Regions from separate parts of the Mus musculus genome. Here all the other regions are linked to region 2. Evidence: chromatin contacts called from public Hi-C data. All regions are on one chromosome and are shown on one strand. Each heading gives the region's core, a stretch centred on a gene start, on an enhancer-like site or on the middle of the called end of the contact. The rest is flanking DNA. Distances are from core to core; before and after follow the strand shown. Region 1 overlaps Dscaml1 (DS cell adhesion molecule like 1). Region 2 overlaps Dscaml1 (DS cell adhesion molecule like 1). Region 3 overlaps Dscaml1 (DS cell adhesion molecule like 1).

What was found. A called contact is a pair of places that touch in the nucleus more often than the background predicts.
Region 1: a contact with region 2 is called in a Hi-C map of cerebral cortex, with 1.7 times the contacts expected there. The contact joins two enhancer-like sites. A contact is called at or near these places in 6 of 484 Hi-C or Micro-C datasets (the N1E-115 cell line, cerebellum, cerebral cortex and 3 more), 1 of 115 datasets of contacts at active chromatin or transcription factors (embryonic basal ganglia) and 2 of 9 other capture datasets (adipose tissue and pancreatic islet).
Region 3: a contact with region 2 is called in a Hi-C map of the N1E-115 cell line, with 2.9 times the contacts expected there. The contact joins two enhancer-like sites. A contact is called at or near these places in 3 of 484 Hi-C or Micro-C datasets (the Ba/F3 cell line, the N1E-115 cell line and nephron progenitors), 2 of 115 datasets of contacts at active chromatin or transcription factors (embryonic basal ganglia and embryonic stem cells) and 1 of 9 other capture datasets (embryonic stem cells).

What each region holds. Positions count from the first base shown.
Region 1 is chr9:45,532,737-45,537,270 of GRCm38.p6, reverse strand. All of the region lies in intron 3 of Dscaml1 (DS cell adhesion molecule like 1), which reads right to left. Among named protein-coding and RNA genes, the nearest start is that of Gm22069, 100 kb to the left of the region's middle. Within about 2 kb of position 2,555, at least 13 of the 459 cell types and tissues checked have an H3K27ac peak or open chromatin away from gene starts, as enhancers often do. A contact at or near this core is called in the N1E-115 cell line, cerebellum and cerebral cortex, where this site is marked.
Region 2 is chr9:45,737,568-45,742,257 of GRCm38.p6, reverse strand. Dscaml1 (DS cell adhesion molecule like 1) reads right to left here. Exons shown (of 33, transcript NM_001081270.2): 21 at 1,625-1,778; 22 at 25-142. Among named protein-coding and RNA genes, the nearest start is that of Cep164, 89 kb to the left of the region's middle. Within about 2 kb of position 1,872, at least 49 of the 459 cell types and tissues checked have an H3K27ac peak or open chromatin away from gene starts, as enhancers often do. A contact at or near this core is called in the N1E-115 cell line, cerebellum and cerebral cortex, where this site is marked.
Region 3 is chr9:45,503,483-45,507,851 of GRCm38.p6, reverse strand. The region is part of intron 3 of Dscaml1 (DS cell adhesion molecule like 1); the gene reads right to left. Among named protein-coding and RNA genes, the nearest start is that of 4833428L15Rik, 74 kb to the right of the region's middle. Within about 2 kb of position 1,996, at least 59 of the 459 cell types and tissues checked have an H3K27ac peak or open chromatin away from gene starts, as enhancers often do. A contact at or near this core is called in the N1E-115 cell line, where this site is marked.

The DNA.
Region 1 (4,534 bases), core at 1,306-3,805, 210 kb after region 2:
AGGGGTCAGGACCTTCATGGTATAGAGGCCCGTAGGGCTCTGCAGGGGCTAATTCAAACTTTTCAGGACAGATGTGTGGGTCGTATAGTGATTGAGAGACATACACTAGGTGTGAGGGACATTGTAGGAGCCAAGTATTTTGGAGTTGAAGAGAATCTACCTCAGAGGCCACATACTGAGGCTGGGATGAGGGGGCTCAAGAGAGTGATGCCACTCATTTAAGGTCACATGGAAAACAGGTCAAGTCCTCCTCTGGCAGATGCCACTTCCTCTCTTTAGCAACCCTGGTCATACTGTCTCTGGTCAGGCTAGCAAACAGCAAGGTCTGGTGGAGGGCAGACAAAGGAAGAACATGGCAAAAAATGGGTGCAGGCAGTATGAGAGAGGTATATACTCCCAGGGGCAGACAAATCAGGGGTCTCTTAGTCCCCACAAGACCTTGGTGGGATGAATGACCTGTCTGTCAAGGGGATGGTGCTTTGTCCCCCTAGAGCTGCTGTGAACCCCAGACTCAGCATTTTCCCTCCCGTTGTCTGTGAGTGGCAGCTCAGCCTCTCTGAGCCATTCTTTATTTGCAGGCTCGCCCTGCTGGGTCCTAAGGGTCTGGCTAGGCAAGCTTTAGGTTCAAAGAGGTATTCAAAGCCTCAAAGTCTTATTATTTGTGGAAGTCACTGTGATTTCTAGCAGTTATGCTATCTGTTCTCAGGACAATGACAGTGGACAGGTGGCATCTACAGTACTGAGCACTTATTCTTAGAAAGCAGGGCTGGAGCCCTGGCAGATGGGCGGTGGTCTTGCTCCATGGGAGACTTGCAGCTGAGGACTCCATCTCTGGTTGCACCCATCTGCCTGAACCCAGAAGTGTCGTGTCTTGGGAATGGGATACTGGGGAGAGAGACTGAGATGACGTGAGGTCCTAGTTCCCTCCCCACTGAGACCCTCAGCTTGCCTAAAGCCCTCCGTGAGTCAGGAGCTCTGAGCCCCACCTGACCAGGGGTCTGAAGGAAGATTATGACTGGGGACATGGGAGGTTGCTTCTTGTTTAGGCTCAAGTGATTAGAGACTAGCTCTCAAATTGCCATCCTGCCCAAGTACACTGAGGTAGTAAGTATCAGGTGTAAGCAGTTTTTAGCACACAGGTGTAGGGGCTGCCAGACCCAACCTCTGCACAGCAGGCGCTGGCCCCATCACACCAGAAGCAGAAAGTAGAGCCTTGCCTTCCGAGTGCTGGTTTGCAGCTAACATTGGCCCATTAGTCTCCTCTCCCCTCCCTCTTGGTCCTCAGTCCACACTGCCCACCTCCCTCAGTAAATAAAGTCCTCTTTCAACTGATTGTGACCGACCCAGCCATAGCCAATTGTAAACAACTCTTCACAGGTTTGTAGTTTCCTTTCCTAGGGAACCAGAATGGGAGGTGGATCGGGTTCAAAGAGGCGGCCATATGCCTGGGAGTAGGGGGAGGAACAGAGATGCCACTGGGATGCCAGGGATTCTGAAATCTAACACAGTGGTCAGCATAGGGGCGGGGAGGGGAGAGCTCACCCACCATCTCTCTACAAGTGGCACCAGGGCCAGAGGAAGATGGCTTGTTTGTTTGGCTCGGTGTCTCTAAAGAGTCTTTACACTGTGGCCCAAAAGCTGGTGATTGGAGCACTGAGTGAGTGAGAGGCTTGTGACCCACTGGGACCCACAGCACTTCTGCTCTTTAAGAGTCGAGCTGTAAGAGAATCAAGTTCTGTGGACGGTGTCTTGCACCCCTGTCCCGAAGCCGCATCCCTAGTGGGTAGGAGCTGCTCAGAAAGTGGGCTGATGAAGCTAGAAAGGAAGGGTAAGAGGGAGGGAGAGAGAAGGGGGGTGGGCAGCAGACAGAATGGTAGGAAGAAAGCCAAAGTGAACTACAGGAATTAAAGTCAGGGGCCATCTGGATTCAGATTTGGATCTGTATTTGATTCTGCAATTTTCCTGCATCTCTCTCTCTCTCTCTCTCTCTCTCTCTCTCTCTCTCTCTCTCTCTCTCTCTCTCTCTTCCCCCCCCACCTGGGGCTCAAACCCAGGGCCTTCTGCATACCAGGCAAGTACTTGACCATAGTTACACCCCACACGTAGTACACAGAATACTCTCTAACCCCTAGGAAGTTAACACCATCCCACTTAAAAAAATGAGGAAATAAAGCAAGCTTAGATATAGTATAATCTTTACTGGTAGGGTAGAAGAGAAATTGAAAGTATGAATTATTAACATGACTGCTGAGGGAAGATTCTCGATGGCAGGTGTACCATGTCCTTACACAAAGGGCCCCAGGGACGTCAGGGGAAAATGGCCAGATGGCTGGAACCTCTGATGTGACCACCATTGTCAGACTATGGCTGGACAGACCTCAAGGTCCAGGGGGTCTAGAGGCAGCTGCACAGGCAGCTCTGAGCGTGGGCTGTGACTTGCTCCCCTTCCCTGTGACAGCTGTAGGGGAGGGGGTGGCAAACTGGGGAGAGAAAGCCCGCACCCGGAGAAGGGGTGGGAGACAGGAATGTATCCGCAGCAGAAGCAGCCATAACATGGGAGAAAAGGATGGTGTCTGGGAAGATAATGACTCAGAGACTCTGGAGCGTAAAACTGCTACAGAGATGCCAACCCTGAGGGACGGAACCGGCAGGGACATGGCTGGGTGCTCCCAGGAACCATTAAGGGAGGCTCTTGGTTAGGTCCAGGAGCATAAATCCCTTTCACCTCTAGGTGGGGGCCTCTGTTCTGTTCTTTGGTGCAGGCCAAGCTTGCCATTTTCTACATAGGTTCTAAGGCCAAGCAGGACAAGAATTAGAGGAAGGTACAGGAGGGTTTCTTCTGTCTCTTTAGCTCTACAGAACCTCACCTCCCCCATCAGGCTCCCAGAGGTAAGGGATAGGGCCTCTGACTGGGCTTCACCTGGGACAGCCTGTGTGACTTTAGACAATCCCCCGAACCTCTCTGTACCTTGTGTCTGTAAGGAAAGGACACTCAGTGCAGATTTGCCTTCTCTGCCCTAAAGGGCTGAACAGAATAAAAGCCCTAAGGGACATAGAATCCAGTCAATTAGAACTTCCTTCTAGACTCTTCTAGAATGTACTAAAGGACAGCCAGAGTTATGACGATTATCCTGATTTTCTCAGAAGCCAGCAGTAAATCAACCAGGCAGGGGTTCGACTCTCCTCTGGAGGCTCAGGGACCCTTTCAGGTGGGATTCCAGGAAGTCCACTGGCCCTAAAGAAGAGGTGGGCTCTGGAGTGCTGAGTGGGAGAGAGGCTAGTGACCCTAGCTCTGAGTGGCACACACTCCTCATGGCCCAGGACATAGCAGAGCTATTTCTTCTCCTGCTGTCCTAGAGCTTCCATTTCCGGGAGGTGACCTCAGGACAAGACAGCTGACCCAGAGGTCTCAGGCCCTTAACTTCACAGATGAAGCCTTGTCCCAGGGAAGAGATGTCCCGGGAAGGAACCTGCAGACAGCTATCTTCAGTAAAGACAACACAGTGCTTTTGGTTTTTCGAAACAGGGTTTTCCAGGCTGGCCTCGAACTCAGAAATCTGCCTGCCTCTGCCTTCCCAAGTCTCTGCCTCCCAAGTGCTGGGATTAAAGGCATGCTCCCGGAATTTTTTTTTAAAGATTTATTTATTTATTTATTTAATATATGTGAGTACCAGAAGAGGACATCAGATCTCATTACAGATGGTTGTGAGCCACTATGTAGTCACTGGGAATTGAACTCAGGACCTCTGGAAGAGCAGTCAGTGCTCTTAACCACTGAACCATCTCTCCAGCTGTTCTTAAGGTTCTTAAGAACACAGTTCTTAAACCCAGGCTTGTCCAACCTTGACACTATAGCAGGAAGTCACTGGCCACAGAGTTACAAGAAAAGAAACAATAATTACAAAAAGGAGAAACCCGTCATAAGTTTTTAAGTTTATGAGTTTGTTTGGGGCCACATTCTTACTAGCCTCATCTCCCTGCAGTCCAAGGCTGGGCACACCTTTAGACTGAAGTGCTAAAAAGATCCACTAAAAAAAAGTCCAGTAGTTTTGCTTTCAGGGTTCTACCCTCTGCAGCTCACTGGGACAGCACTACCTGGGAACTGGTTAAAATGAGGCTTTATGCGTTTTCAAGCGCAGGTTAAAATGGATCCTCTGGCTTCCAGGGTCTCCTAATCGGTTCTCTCTCGGGTTACTTGACAGTTCTCTGAAACCTGAAAAATTATGAATCCGAAACCTACGACTAAACAGTGCATAGCAAGAAGCACAGGTCTGCTCTAGAGAAAACCTTGCTGAACTGGAGAGAGAGAGCGTGGCTAAACACGTGCTGTTCATGCACAAGGACCTGAGCTCCATCTCCAGCACCCATGTAAGAGTGAGCATGGCAGCGTGTGTTTGAAATCCAAGCATTGAGAAGGCAAAGAGAGGAATGAGAGAGAGAGAGAGAGAGAGAGAGAGAGAGAGAGAGAGAGAGAGAGAGAGAGATCGCGATCGCTTCCTAATAACAGCTTATGAGATCTACTGGGGAGCATCTC
Region 2 (4,690 bases), core at 623-3,122:
ACTCCTTCAGGGTCAACCACCTACCTGTCCTTGGTCCACTTCACAGCCGGGGCTGGATCTCCTACTGAATTGCAAGGCAGCCGGACATCTTTCATCCAGGGTGTTGTTACAGTGCCTCCAAATGAGATGATCTTTGCTGGGGCTATAGAGAGGAGAACATGAGGGTCACCCTGCTTTTTATCCTTCATGTTCCCCCTAACCCCATTCACATTGCTCCCTGAATTGACAGTCCAAGTCAGGGGAGAATTTTGGATAAACTGGCTGCTTTGGTGGAGGTGGTCCTGTGACAGAATGGGGACAAGGACCGATGGGACCCGAGGTCTGCTGGTTCTGAAGAAGATGGTGGGTGACAAGGATTCCAGGCCATCTAGGGAGTGATGGCGTTCTAGCAGGGGCAAGGCGCACAGGAGAAGGGCATTTTGGGTAGGAGAGGATATGTGTATGTGTGTGTAAGTATGAATTTGTGTGAGTTTGTGTAAGTATGGCAGAGGTGCTCAACCTTACGGGATAGCTGTGTTTGTGTAGGAATGGGTTGTATTTGATGCTCACAGGGGCAGGGGACAGACTTCTGCCAAGAGCTCAGGACCTAGGGCCTTGTCCTGGGAAGGGGGAAGACTCTAGGCTCCTTTGCTTCTGAAGGAGGTGAGATCTGGAGAAAGGATAGGTGGTACCCCGAGAAGGAGGTAAGGAGGTGAGGATGTGGAGACAGTGATATGCAAGGAGCTCTGACTCAGAGCTGCAAGGCTCAACACGGCACATCTCAGCTGTCTGGGATGGCCAGGCCGTGCAGCTGGATGGAAGGCTGCAAGGGTGAGCCCATGGCTTACCATGGACCCTCAGGTGGAGGCTTGCTGGCTCTGTCTCTGTGGACAACAGGGAGGCTTCTCTCCTTCCAAGGCAAGCCAGGCCTGGGAGAGTCAGGTGAGCTTGGGATTGATTGGGGAAGGGAAGGGGCAGGGCAAGAGGAAGGTGCCTAGAGGCTGGAGATACTGGAAGACTTGAAGCTTACTGTTGCCAGTTCTTCTGCCCCTTGGCCAAGACAGACAAGAGGCCATTGTTCCATTGTGTGAGTGATACTGAGTTTTGGGTAGGACCTCAGAGCTATCATTCTCTTCAAAGATTGGGAATACCTATGGGCAGTCCCTCATGCCCAGATCAGGGATCAGTGAGGCCTGCCCTGAGAAGGTCTTGTTCCCCAGCCTGCTGGCGGGTAAAGGAGCACTGAGCCTGCACTTTCTGGTTGCAGCATGAGGCTTTCTCTGGAGTCCCAAAGGCCCCATGGAAGCATCCATGTATCCCATATCCTGAGATGCTCCTCATTCAGGAGCTGAGTGCTAAGACCAAGGCTCTGCTGTGGATGGGGGCTGGAGGGGGAATCTCAAGTCAGAGGAGAGTTAACAGTATAGCCCTCAAGCAAGGGCCTGATTGTAGCTTGTTGTGTGACTTTTCCAGAGTCAGGGGGCAGCAGAGGGTTATTCTTTGGTGGATGCAGAAGGGAGACTACTGGCCATCTCCCCACAGCCAAAGTACTGGGGAAGGGACGCAGCACCTATTTGGGAGGAGCCAGAATTCTGCAAATGAGCTTCTGGAAGCTTCTATCAGACCCTAGGCACAGGCTTCTCACCCTTGCCAGCAGGTTCAATGGTGACCTTCTCGCTGCTGTTCCCCCTGCCTGCAGAGGTGACCGCAGCCACCCATAGCAAGTACTGCTGTCCCCGGTTCAGGTGGGCGATCCGGTAGAAGAGCTGTTCAGGACTGGTCTCGTACTCGCTGGGAGCCTGTGGGCGGAGACAAAGTCACACTATGAAACAGAAACCGTGCCTTGGCCCCTTGCCTGCCATTGTCCTTGGTGTCCTTGGACAGGATCTGTCCAGCACGCTCTTTCCCAGCCTGAGAAAGGCAGTGGACAGTACTGTGCTGGGCTCAACCCCGGGAGCTGATGGAGCTAGTCCTGCAGTATTTGTAGGCCAACCTTGGTACCCCTCTCGGTTATATAGGCTTTAGTAGCTGTGGCTACAGGCCAACACATATGGGTATTTTGAGTAAATGATGAGAGGCAGTCAGAGAAAGGAGAATGAGGGACTTGGGGTCCCAGGAAGACCACATGCAAAGAGAAAGGTTCTGTGGAGAAGCCAAATGACTGCCTTTGCCTTGTTAGGGCTGTAGCCAGCCCTCCAGCCTGTCCCCTGCCTAGTCACCTCCCCGCCCTGCCACCTAATTACACTCTTTCCTTCTCAGGATGGGGTAGAGAGGCAGTGGGGAGAGTTGTACTGGGCAGTACTTTATTAGTGATTATTAGTAGTATGGATCGCTATATATATTTGTAGGTTACATAAATCTATAACATTTTTTTAACCAAATGACAGTTTTGACAAGTTGCCAACAAAACAATATCAGATCCCAGTGGTTTCACCAGTTGCTTTGATGAAAAGATTATGTTGCCTTGGAAACCAGAGGCTCAGATATTGAAATGAATTTGAGAAGGCGCTTTTGATAAGCGCTAGTTTGTAGCCCTCCTGTCAGCCTCTTCCTTGGCATCGGCCGGATGGGGCTGACTTTCATTTTATTTTATTTTATTTTTTTGGCCAGCCGCAGGGAATGGGGGAGAGGAGAGCACTAGGGCCCCTCTGAGATCAGGGCGCAAGTCCAAGGAGGGGGAACAGTTCCTGGAACAGATGGGGGCCCTGAGGCCAGAGGGAGCTGGTAATTAGTTATCTCTGCAGTCGTGAGATCTTGCAACACAGGCTCTCCTGCACATGGCTGTGCGGATGCACACATGTGCTGAGAGATAGATGTCACCGAGGGACATTCTCCATGGCCAATGGGAGAGCTGAAGGACCCAAGGACTTGTAACAGGACAAAAGGAACGTCCTTTTCTTGGCCTCAGGCTGTCTGCAGGGAAATGATGGGAGAAGGTACATATATCCTTATAATGTGAGCAGGTATCTCATCACCGTCCTTCCTGCCTTCCCCAGGAGGGGTGGGCGAGTGATGCTGTGACTAACCTTGTGCACAGTTCCTGTTGGGGACAGGTGCAGAGCCACTCTGAGCCCTTTTGGGCTAGGGCATCTGGGGACTGGTGAGTTCACGACAGTGCAAGACTGGAGGGCGGTGCCATGCCCAGGGTGCTTGCTGTCCTTACCAGGCAGGGAACCCGTGTGGCCTGAGCTCTTCCTCCCAACAGATTGGGGAGCTTAGTTCTTTTGCAAATTAGGAATCTACAACCTTGTCTCTTCTGGGCTGTGACGCTGAGTCACCCAGAGGCAAGGAGTGCACAATTCTTTGAAAATTAGAGTGCAGTTCTCTGTGCTCATTTTCTGTGGGTGTAGAGGTGTGTGTTTGTGTGTGTGTGTCTCTGTGTATGTCTGTGTGTGTCTGTGTGTCTGGGTGTGTGTGTATGTGAGTGTGTGTGTGTGTCTCTGTGTGTCTGGGTGTGTGTGTGTGTGTCTGCGTGTGTGTCTCTGTGTGTGTGTGTATGTCTGTGTGTGTGTGTGTCTCTGATGGAGTGTGTCTCTGTGTGTGTGTGTCTCTCTCTGTGTGTGTCTCTGTGTGTGTGTGAGTGTGTGTGTGTCTCTGTGTGTGTGTGAGTGTGTGTGTGTCTCTGTGTATGTCTGTGTGTGTCTGTGTGTCTGGGTGTGTGTGTCTGTCTGTGTGTGTGTATGTGTGCACACATGCATGCTTGTGTGTGCATATACATATATGTGCAGGTAGATAGTAAGTGCATTGTGCTTGTGTGTCAGTGTGAACTTGAGACTACATTTGTGTTTACCTAGGGCAGGAAAGTATGTCTTTTGCTAAAAGGTCATTTTCTTTGTGTGTGTGTGTGTGTGTGCACATTTGCATATGTGTGTGTGTGTGCATGTCTATATCTGTGTGTATTCTCACACGTTTGTGTGGGAGTATGTGAGTATGTGTGTGGGTCAGAGGCCAATACTTCGGTATTTTTTTCTCAGAAGCTGTGCACATTGTTGTGTGTTCTGGCTGAGATGGAGTTTCTCACTGGGTCCTGGGCTTCACCATTAGCCGAGGCTGGCTTGTCCAGGAGTCCAGGAATCTGCTGGCCTTCAGATCCTCAGACTGATGACTGCCTCCTGTCTCAGTCTCCCCGAGCTAGACTGCAGGCGTTGAATCTCTGCATCCAGAGATATAATGGCATTTTACCAAGATTCTAGGACTATAGGTACCAAACCACCACATTCAGAGAGATGGCAGCATTTTACCAAGATTTTAGTACCTTTCTTTTAATCTGGACTCCCTACAAATCCCTTGAAATTCTTTTAAAACCATACTGTCATTTCTCCTAAATAAGACTTGGTGAACACAAAGTTATAGAACAAAAAGCAAACTATGACAAAAAAACCCCAATAGGCAACAATTATATGTCTTTCTAATCATAGAGGCTTCAAAACCAAACCAAACAAAAAAAGGACTGATAAATTTAAGTTCTCTAATAAAATTATCATACATCAATAAAATTAAAATGCATGAATTTGCAGCTACTTGCAATTTATACACTAGAACATAGTTGTTATCCTTAATATGGAAAGAACATTTACAAATCAATAAGCAAAGTGCAAGCAACTCAAATAGCCAGGATGAACACAAGAATTGAAAGTGACTCCAAGAAAAGACAACCAATAAGCATTTGCAAACAAACAACCTGATAAGTAATCTAAGAAGAAAAATTTAA
Region 3 (4,369 bases), core at 747-3,246, 230 kb after region 2:
AATTCCTGGACGGTCACTCGGCCCACAAGACCCTGAAAATAGATTGAAATTATTGCTTTATTTCCCATCCAGCTCAGGGTGTTGATTTATGCTGCCCAAACAATCAAGTCTTTATCTCCGTCACCCAGCAGCATTAGCGGCAATTTATCATGTTTTACTTCCTTCTTTTGCTACTAGCTGCCAGGGCCTGGTGGCTGTGTCCTTCTCAGAGAGCTACAACCACAAGCGGGCATGAACAATAATGGGAGCAAAGGCCAGGGTGCGTCCTGACAGCCGGGAGCCAGGGGCCAGGATGATGCTTAACCCAGCGATGCTCTTGCCTTGTTGCCACTGGGGGAAAGATCTGCCAGTGGATTGCAGCGGGGTGGTTCTGTGTCATTAGCCAGCTGAATAACCCCTGAGAAAATTACAGCCCCTCTCTGAGCGCTTGTGTCTGTCTCTGACCATGAGTTTCGGGGAGGTCTGGAGGACACAGTGAAGACAGATTATGTGCCTGTCCCCACGGAAGAGCTTCAAGGTATGTTCTGTAGGTGGGCGATCTGACTAAATCTTCTCTTACCCACCCTTGCTTTCCGTGAGATTGGCTGTGACCATGTCATAGCCACGAGCTCTGTGGAAGCAGCTTTCGCCCCTCCCACACCCATCAGAACAGGTGCACACACCTGCCGAAAGGGGAAGGCAGCCCAAAGCGCCAACCACATCTGAGGAGCGATGCTTCTCCAGGTTAGGAGTCCAGATCCTGCCCACGGCTTGCATGAGAGCTACGGATACATGAATGAACTAAGTGGTTGGGGTTAATATAAACCCAAACAGAAGAAGAATACTGATATTCCACATTAAAAATAAATGAAATTCTTATTTGGGGTACACCAGTACGGTTTGGTAGCCACAGACACCTGACTTGCCGGTGTGCCGTCTACAGCCATGGATGCTGCCACCACAGCACACTGAGTACTCAGGGCTCAGCCTGAAACGCTTGCTGATTTTCTTTCTGGTCTTTTTCAGAAAAGGCCTGACTATCCTTGGGCCCATGATTGGTGATGCCAAGCCAACAGTGCTTTCCTTTTCATCTGGCAGGACTTTTTAGAGACTTGTAGAGAAAGAACAGGTCTCCTAAGGGTTTTTATCAGCTAAAGCTATTGCGGTACTACCAGTGAAAAGGCTCAGTGGGTAAAGGGGTTTGCTTGGTGGCCGGAGTTTCATACGCAGGACCTATATAAGAATGGAAGGAAAGAACTATATCTTCTGATCTCTACATGTTCATCCTACCCTCCTCCATCCTAACACACAAACACACACACACACTTGCCACATACACACACACACATGCACACACACACACACAGACACAGACACATATGCACAGAGACAGACTCACACACACACACACACACACACACAGAGACAGACAGCTAGACACACACACACATATACACACACAGACACACAGACACACACACACAGACACACACACACACAGACAGACACACAGACAGACAAATATACACAGAGACAGACACATACAGAGAGAGACACACACAGAGACATACACAGACAGACACACACAGAAACAGACATATATACACAGAGACTGACGTATACAGAGACAGGCACACACAGAGATACACACAGACAGGCAGACACACACAGAGATACACACATAGACACACACACAGAGACAAATACACACACACACACACACACACACACACAGGCAGACACACACACAGAAACCGACATGTATACACACACAGAGACAGACATACATACACACAGAGAGACAGACATACACACAGACCCACAGACACATACGCAAGCATGCACACGTGTGTGCACCCCCCCATGCCCACCCCCACAAATACACACTTGAGCAGACATGCATGTGCACACACCTTTGGAATTAAAAAACAGGTGGTGGGGAGGGCTAGGGTTAAGAGGCAGCCCTGAGCCGCCATGCTCAGAACTACCTAATCTAGCCCTGTGTATGCACGTGACCGCTCAGCTGTGCTCAGGCTCCACCCACTCCACCCTGTGCCCACACTCCTGGTCTATCAGTCTCACCCTGCAAGGGCCACCTCCTTCCACAAGCCTTGCCTCCCCCAACCAGAAGGGTGCGATCCCCTTGGAGGCCCCTGTATACTTCATATCACTCATGTTCTCCTCTGTGGGGACAACAAATTGGTTTCATCTCAGGCTTGTTCCAATTGACTGGAGGTGGCTTCCTGTGTTGATAAGGATTGTGTGGCTGTTTGGGAGTGCAGGGGAGGGGGAAGGGGAGGGATAAAAAAGGACAGCTGCTGTGGGTATGGGAAGGGGGAGCCTATGCCTACATCTTGTCTGCCCTACTCTAGTATGTATTCCAGTCGCTGGAAAGCACCTAGAGACAGTGGTCTGTCAAACCAGTCCCTACCACACACACACACACACACACACACACACACACACACACACACACACATACACACCAACCATCCAGTGTCCAGCCCCAAATCTGGATATAGAGCTGTCCTCAGAGAACATTCAGGGTCACTGTTTGGGAGACAATGTTCTAAAACCTGCCTTTGCAGATGCCCTCTGGCAAATGGCCCTTACAGACACCCATGTGGCTGGGCCAGGCACTGTGCAGGATGTAGGGAGCCCCGAACCAGCCCCACTCTCAGACCCAGGCTGGGAAGCAGAGCTGAGCAGCATCCTGGTGGAATCGGTGGCATTTACATAGCAAACAATACCCAGGTGTGGCAGTGTGTCAACAAGCCCTGGCTCAGGCAGCTCCCAAGTCTCCACATACTTGAAATGTTTGCCACATGCCAGACATTAATATTTTAACAGCTGCGCGTTGAACACAGGCAGAGCAGTGTCCGGAACACAGCATAAAAATTGAGTGATAATAGCCGGCCTGAATGCAGTATGCGAGGTCAGTGGGGCACTGGCAGGCCTGCTCTTCTGCGGCAGCCAGAGCCCCTCTCCCTCTCCCTCAGCCGGCCCCAGAGGCCAGGACGGTAAGCTGCCAGGGGAACTACCTGTATGGTGAGGGCTCCTGGTCTGCATGCCCCAGGTGGCTCTGAGGACCCTCTGTGGGTCACCACACTGGGGTGGGGACATTTAAGTGTGTGCACAGGACGACAGGTCCAGTTCCAGCATAACCAAATGACTTCTTGCCTTTGTCCAGTTCTGAGAGTTTGAAATCTAGAACAGGCTACCTTGGGGCGGGAGTGAAAAGAAAGGTTTCCTGGATGGCAGAATGAATCAATGGAACAGAGCAACGTCCAAATTCCCAACAATCCTTGAGACAGGAAATGCATGGCGTTGGAGAAAGTATGTGTCCCTATTAAATATGCTTCAGACAAAAACAAGAGTACCCAAACAAACACAGTAGAAGACTTTAAAAAGTTAAAAAGTTCTCTCTGGTTAGAAAGTCCCAGAAGCCACCTGTTCTTGGGAGCTTGGCCTACAACTCTTCCCATAAGACAACATGGGGACTGCAATTATCTACTAATATCAACCAGTGTCTAGTGACATAGAACATGCATACTATGTTCCAGGTCTGTGACAGGCCAGACAGAAAGTATCTTCAGCTTCATAGACTATATCCTGATACTGTGGCTTTAGCTAGAGTGTAGCGCGGACCATACTTGCTGAAATGCCAATGGCTGTGCTCGAATACAACTTTGTGTACAAAATCCAGGGAGTATGATGGGTTTGATGTGAATCTACTCAAAGCTCATGTGTTAAGGGCTGGGTACCCAGATAAGGCATTGCAGTAAGATTTTTAAGGGGTGGGGCCTCATGGGAGGTTTTAGGTCATGGAGATGTGCCCTTGAAAGGGACTGTAGGACATTGGTCTCCGCATCTTTCTTCCCTTAGTGCCCACAAGATGACCTGCTTTCCTCTGTCACCTAGATGCACACTAGCTTGTCACAGTCCCCAAAGCAAAGAGGCCAACTGACTGTGGCTGAGATGTGCGCCAAAATAAACCTTCTGTCTTTTGTTATTTATTTTTATGTTTTAAAAATTAATGTGTGTGTGTGTGTGTGTGTGTGTGTGTGCGTGCACACACATGCATAGGCCAGAGGTTGACAGAGGTAGATGCTTTCCTCAATAGTTCTGCATTCAAGTTAAAAACTGTATGTGCATGGGTGTTTCACCTCCATGTTTGTATGTACATTATATGTGTGCAGTGCCCGAGGAGGCCAGAAGCGAGGGTCAGATTCCCTGGACTTGGAGCCACACATGGATGCTGGGGCTCAAAGCTGGAGCCCCCAGAAGAGCAGCAAGTACTCCTGACTGCTGAGCCGCCTCTCCAGCCTCTCCACTTTATTTTTTGAGACAGGCTCTCACTGAAACTGGAGCTCACTGAATTGTCTAGACT